2 separate regions of the Mus musculus genome follow, and region 1 is linked to region 2. Evidence: chromatin contacts called from public Hi-C data. All regions are on one chromosome and are shown on one strand. Each heading gives the region's core, a stretch centred on a gene start, on an enhancer-like site or on the middle of the called end of the contact. The rest is flanking DNA. Distances are from core to core; before and after follow the strand shown. Region 1 has its middle 72 kb from the start of 4921504A21Rik. Region 2 has its middle 180 kb from the start of Gm23822.

The links. A called contact is a pair of places that touch in the nucleus more often than the background predicts.
Region 1: a Hi-C map of embryonic stem cells shows a contact between it and region 2, with 5 times the contacts expected there. The contact joins two enhancer-like sites. A contact is called at or near these places in 1 of 484 Hi-C or Micro-C datasets (embryonic stem cells) and 1 of 115 datasets of contacts at active chromatin or transcription factors (embryonic stem cells).

What each region holds. Positions count from the first base shown.
Region 1 is chr5:19,153,090-19,155,992 of GRCm38.p6, reverse strand. No RefSeq gene overlaps it. Among named protein-coding and RNA genes, the nearest start is that of 4921504A21Rik, 72 kb to the left of the region's middle. Within about 2 kb of position 1,407, at least 3 of the 459 cell types and tissues checked have an H3K27ac peak or open chromatin away from gene starts, as enhancers often do. A contact at or near this core is called in embryonic stem cells, where this site is marked.
Region 2 is chr5:18,687,346-18,690,191 of GRCm38.p6, reverse strand. No RefSeq gene overlaps it. Among named protein-coding and RNA genes, the nearest start is that of Gm23822, 180 kb to the left of the region's middle. Within about 2 kb of position 1,496, at least 10 of the 459 cell types and tissues checked have an H3K27ac peak or open chromatin away from gene starts, as enhancers often do. A contact at or near this core is called in embryonic stem cells, where this site is marked.

The DNA.
Region 1 (2,903 bases), core at 158-2,657, 470 kb before region 2:
CAACCTCATTTTGTTCTCAATAATACCATGTCTCTGGGTTAAATATGTTTGGGAATATTTTATTGAAGATTCTTTTATCTGAGTTCATTAGAAATATTGGCTTATGATTGTCAATTTCTTCCAGTGTCCAGTCTAATCACTTTGGGATCTGACTATTGTTAGCTTGTAAAATGAGTTTGGAAATATTTATGTCATCTGTAATTTGCTGAAAGTCAAGGAAGGCTTCTTGTCAGTTTCTAAATGGTTGACAAAATTCAGCAGAGAGACATAAGACACTGTGCTTTAATTTGATGGGAGACCTTATTGCCCATTAGCTTTCCTCACATGTTAATTGGTTGGTTAGACTTTGTTGCTATCTTGGGATGACACTATCTTCATATGTAGAGTAATGTTGGTTTCGAACTTGTAGGGTTTCTTCTTTCATGGCCAGAGTACTGTGATTACAATTCCCATATTCAGCTGCTGTTTGTAATTTATAAATTATTTTGTAATGTTAGTCTCAGAAGGTTATAAGTTTGTAAAAATTTGTTCTTTTTCCCAAATTACTCATTTTGTTGTCTTATCCTTTTTCATATCATTTACTTGTGTTATTTCAATTTTGGTGTAATATCTATTTTATTTATGATTTTATTTATATGACTTTTCCTTTTTACTTGGTCATCTAAATGTTGCTTGATTTCATCTCTCTATTTTTTTTCTGAGTGAGAACTATTTTATTGTCACATTTGTCTTAATTCATCTTAATAAATGATATTCATATTTAAAATATTATTCAAGTAAATAATATGAATTTTCTTTTCTTTTTTTTTCTCTCATTTTCTTTTTTCTTGGATATTTTCTTTATTTAGATTTCAGATTTTATCCCCTTTCCTGGTTTCCTGGAAACCCTGTATCTCATCCCCCATCCCTCCTCCACCTGCTTCTATGAGGGTGTTACAACAACTAGAATGCTAATCTTGTAAGCCATATTAAATCCAAATCTTCCTGTGGCAAATCCTGACAGATTTGCCATCTAATCCAGAAGACACTAGTAGCTACATCTTGTCCTGTCAATATCCAGTCCAAAAATCCCCCCTCTTCCTTCCTCTCTTCCTCTGTTCAACCTGGAAATTCCACCTACTTGCCAGGTGATTGGTTCCTTTATTCATTAGGGGATGGTTACACAAGGATTCGCCTGGGTACATGACTCATTCCAGACAACCCCTCCTAAAGGCAGAATTAACATCAAAATACAACAGCTTCAAGGCTATCCACATATGGTTTACAAGATTAGCATTCTAGTTGTTGTGCCCAGAGATTGAGTTAATGTGATGTTTTTCTTCACACAAAGGCTTGATTGGGTTCCAGAGACAAAGGTACAGCAGCAAAGCAAGGGTTTGCCTGATATGCAGCACAAAGGCTGTGGGGGGGTTGCAGCTTGGGGCTGGCTGGGTAGCAACCTGCCAGAGGTAATTTAGCTAGTTGGGTGGAGACATCTCCAGAGCTCTGGGCCAGAGATTCTGCCTAGTTGAGAACACCAGGCTGGAGCTATGTGGCCTGCTGGTACCCAGTTTAGAACCCAAACTTGAAGATCTATTTTAATATTTCACTCAACAAGTTGCCTTTGTCATGGTGTCTCATCACAGACATAGAACAGTGACTAAGACAGAAATTAGTACCAGGGGGCAGAGTAATACTGTTACAAATTCTAGTAAGTATTTGAAACATAGTGGTACGAGAGTGGCATAAAATCTAACTCAGACCAAGAGGTCTCAGAGGAGAAGAATGACCTAGAGACTATTCATGTGATAATTTGGCAAACAATGTGTCTGCCTTTTTACCTTGCATTAAAAATGTGCATGAGACTAAATTGAAGAGTTTTGGATTAATGACATTGACAGAGGAGATCTCAAGCCAGCTCAGTCTTGACTGTATTGTGTGGTTGTTAGTAATCACTCCTATGCTTCCCTATAATGACAGAAAGAATCAAGGCAACAAAAAGAAATGCAAAATGTGCAGTTGGAGGAGGAAAGGAGCACCAGGAAATATGATGCTAGAACCGGGAACTAAGTTTTGTACACAGGGAAATAAAAGTTTAAAGAAAAGACTTATGCTAAATGGAATAAAAGAGTGGTGACCTCAGGGCAAGACCCTCATTCAGCTAAGCTTCCAACTTATGAAAAGAAATCAAAGGAAAGCTTAAGTAGTAAAGGAAACCATGAACAGCAGAAAGCTGAGGGAGATGTAACTGAAGGAGGAGGCCCCAAGTTTCAGCTTTGGCCATGTGGTTCTGGCATTTGAGTCAAGGATGCATGAAAGGGGTTTTGGACCCACTCTTTATGGATAAGGAAAGCCATTTATCCATAGAGGGGCCAAGTATGTGAAAAAGGATGTTCCTGCATAAGAGATCATGCATAGAACGGCACAGAGAGGCCACTTCTGCATCTAGATTATGAAGCCCTTAAGATGTAGAAGATTCCAGAGTTGTAGGATATCAGCAGATAATTACAAACTCGTTGTGAAAACAGCCCAAGAGAGAGAATAGTAATGTTGTGGTCAACAAAGCTGAAAGGAGTTGGAGATCTGAAGAGTAGTTTGACATCAGACATGGAGATGTAGAATTTAGAGTTTGCACTGCTGAATTTCACTGTTTTCTTGATCCAGTATTTCCTCACAATCCTCCCTTTGATACTTCTTGGAAATGTAAATGTATATTTTCTGCCAGTGCATATTGGAAATAGATAATCTGCCTTTGGATATTGATTTTACAGAAGATTACAAGTAATCAATGAGTCTCAGAAGAGACTAATTTTTGGACATTTAATCAGTATTGAGGCTATGATAGACAATGGATGGCAGAACACAGTCCAAGAATAGTCCTGTGAGAAATCCGAATGCTTGTGAGAAAATTCCAAGAAGACAAG
Region 2 (2,846 bases), core at 247-2,746:
GAAGGCTTCTATCAGAGATATTTTTTCAGTCTATATAACTAGTTTGACACTTACAGGTAGATAGAAGATAATGTTTTCTTAACATGAAAGAAATAAGCCACATTACTAGAAGTGGAGAGAGTAAACAGCCACAGTGCACTGTGATCAAAATTCACGATAAAGGAAAGATCCTCTGTGCTCTGTCCAGGCCAAAGTTCTTTCCTTGCCTTCAGTTCTATATGACTCTTATTAAAGAAAAAGATGTGGGCCTGCAAACTGAACAACTGCCATATTCTAGATTATTTTAATCTACCTTAATGTCATTGGGTTTCAATTACCTTCAGAAAGAATAGTCTTTCTGTGGATTTCCCAACAATTAGTTTATACACTTTGAACTATCCTAGGTGGCAAACAAAGAAAGGCATGATATTTATCTTAATAAAATACATAAACACATATATACAAATATCACTTTACACTTTAAAGTTTGGATGAAAGTGAGAACACTAGACATATTTTTATTAACCTAGCTAATCATACTTTCTTTAACTAGTCATACTCATTTCAAGACCCTTTGTGTTGTTTCTTCGGGAAGACAATTTTCTAAGGGATACCAATGCCCTGTAAATGGACTCACTAATGACCTGTGCTTGAGATTGTCTTTCAAAAGTTATTGGTATAAATGAGAGTATCTGGAGAAAGATAGCCTCTCAGTTCAGAGCCAGTGCCAGCCTTATTTATTGTCCAGGATAAAAAAGTTGTAAGTACTTCCAAGGCCAAGATCAAGTCAGTTTACTGCTTCCATGCAGGCAGGATACACTCTGAAGCATATCCCTGTTCCTCCTCCCTCTTAGCATTGCTATTTTTGACAGATAATCTGTCCATTTTAGTCTTAATATTCAGTTGTTTTCAATTTGTGTCTTTTTATTTTTGGTTTTATTTTTTGAGACTGAATTTTATGAAGCCCAGCATTGTTTCAAATTTGGAGAACAAATGCTTCCTAGAGGTAAACACCAGAGTTTTTAGTCACTTGGTGGGGTTAGAGCCAATTCATAAGCCTCAGCTAGGGGAGGGATTTGATTCTCCCTCAAGGCTGAGGTTTTTGTCTGGTTTGAACATGCTACCACAATCACTGTGAATTCATAGGTACACCTTCTATGCTGTGTCTGGAAAGCAAAACTTGATGTTACTAGCTATGTCTGGCTTTTACAATGTCCCCACTACACTCTTACGTGAAAATCCTTGTGTTGGAAGCCAACCCACAGCTCCCATGATCTGGGTTTCACCTGGGAGGCAAGCTGGGGCTGAAAAGAGGGGAACTAGGTGGTTGAGAGAAAAATGGAGCTAAGTCAAGATTCCTGATCAAAGCTCAAATGCTTAATGGCAAGTGTGCTCATAAAGGGGGCGAGGGGAGGCCCATTCCTGCCAATTCATTCTTGGAGCCTGGAACCAGCTAGCTGCAGGTGACTGAGGTGCAGATAGGGTGTAGTCTCCGAATAGCTCAATGGCCTCCCAGCAGGTAGCAGTGTCTTGAAAGGGAACAGCTGCACTGGCTGAACAATAGAGTGATCTAAGGAGGAAGGCTCCACCCTAGGTAATCTCCAGAGTGGCAGCAAGGTCAAGTTCTAGCTCAGCCTGCTTCAGGCTGGGGGAGGTTACATCCCTGGGCCTTGGAGTATGTTTCTATGTCCCTTTTAGGACTGAGAAGACTCAACTGGGAAGGAAGAAAAAAAATCTTAACATAATTAGAAATCTCAACACTGAGTGGAAAGAGAAGTGGAGAAGGTAAAAAAAATAATAGTGGGATTAGTGATGTTTTTAATACAATGAATGAATTCCCAAAGAATTAATAAAAGCACTGAAACATAATGGTGCCTAGTTATAGCAATGAAACAATATGGGGGTGCCAATGTGGATTTTTGCCTTCGAAGCTGGCCTGTCAGAAAAGAAGAGTCACAGGCACACCAAGTATCTTAGCTTTATTTACCATATATGAAAAGTCATAGTTTTTTTTTTTTTTCCAACCAGGGCTATCTACCTTGTAAATGAAGTTTCTTTTCATTCTTGCTATTTTACTTTATAGTCCTTTTTCTTCTCCATGATCTTCTGCTGTCCTATTGCTTCTTTCCCTCCAGAGAACTGTGTCTTTCTTTAATTGCTCTTGTCTTTATCGTTCATTAAGTTACACAGAAGTAGCTTTAAGCACACAATTTTTCCCTGGGAGTTTATCAATCATTTATAACTGTGTTCTGTGGACTCATTCAATATAGGTTACTTTTCAGAACCACAGAAAATGAAAATACCTTTCTTTATACAACTCTCTATATTCCATGTTTCTGAAGCCTAGAAAAATATTTATGCATTTTAACTATAAAAATTATAATAGTGTTGAAGAATTTTAAATTATCAAGAAAATAACATATTTATAAAATAGTTGCTTCTAAGTCTGCTACCTAAGAGGAATTATAGATTTTAAAATAAGCGTGGGGAAACAGTGTCCAAAAACACCCAGAGGAAGCTCCACGCACAAGTGTTCTGACTCACCCAGGATCATAGGATTGAGGCGAGGAGGACACAACATCTGTTCCAACACCACAGGAAGTAAATGGAACCAGTAGGATTCCAGGACAGAGGAACCCCACCTGACCAGTGGCTCAAGTTCCTTCCAGTCTTCAAAGGTTTACCTTGGGAGCAAACTCCTAGCCATTCCCAAGACACCAAGAGGAATCTCCACTCCCAGGAGCTTGCCCAGGATCCCAGAATCACAGCATCCCAGGAGCTTGGTCACACCAGGATCTCAGGGTCCCAGAGGCAGCTTAACTCCCAGGAACTCTGACACACCCAGGATCTCAGGATCACAGGATCCT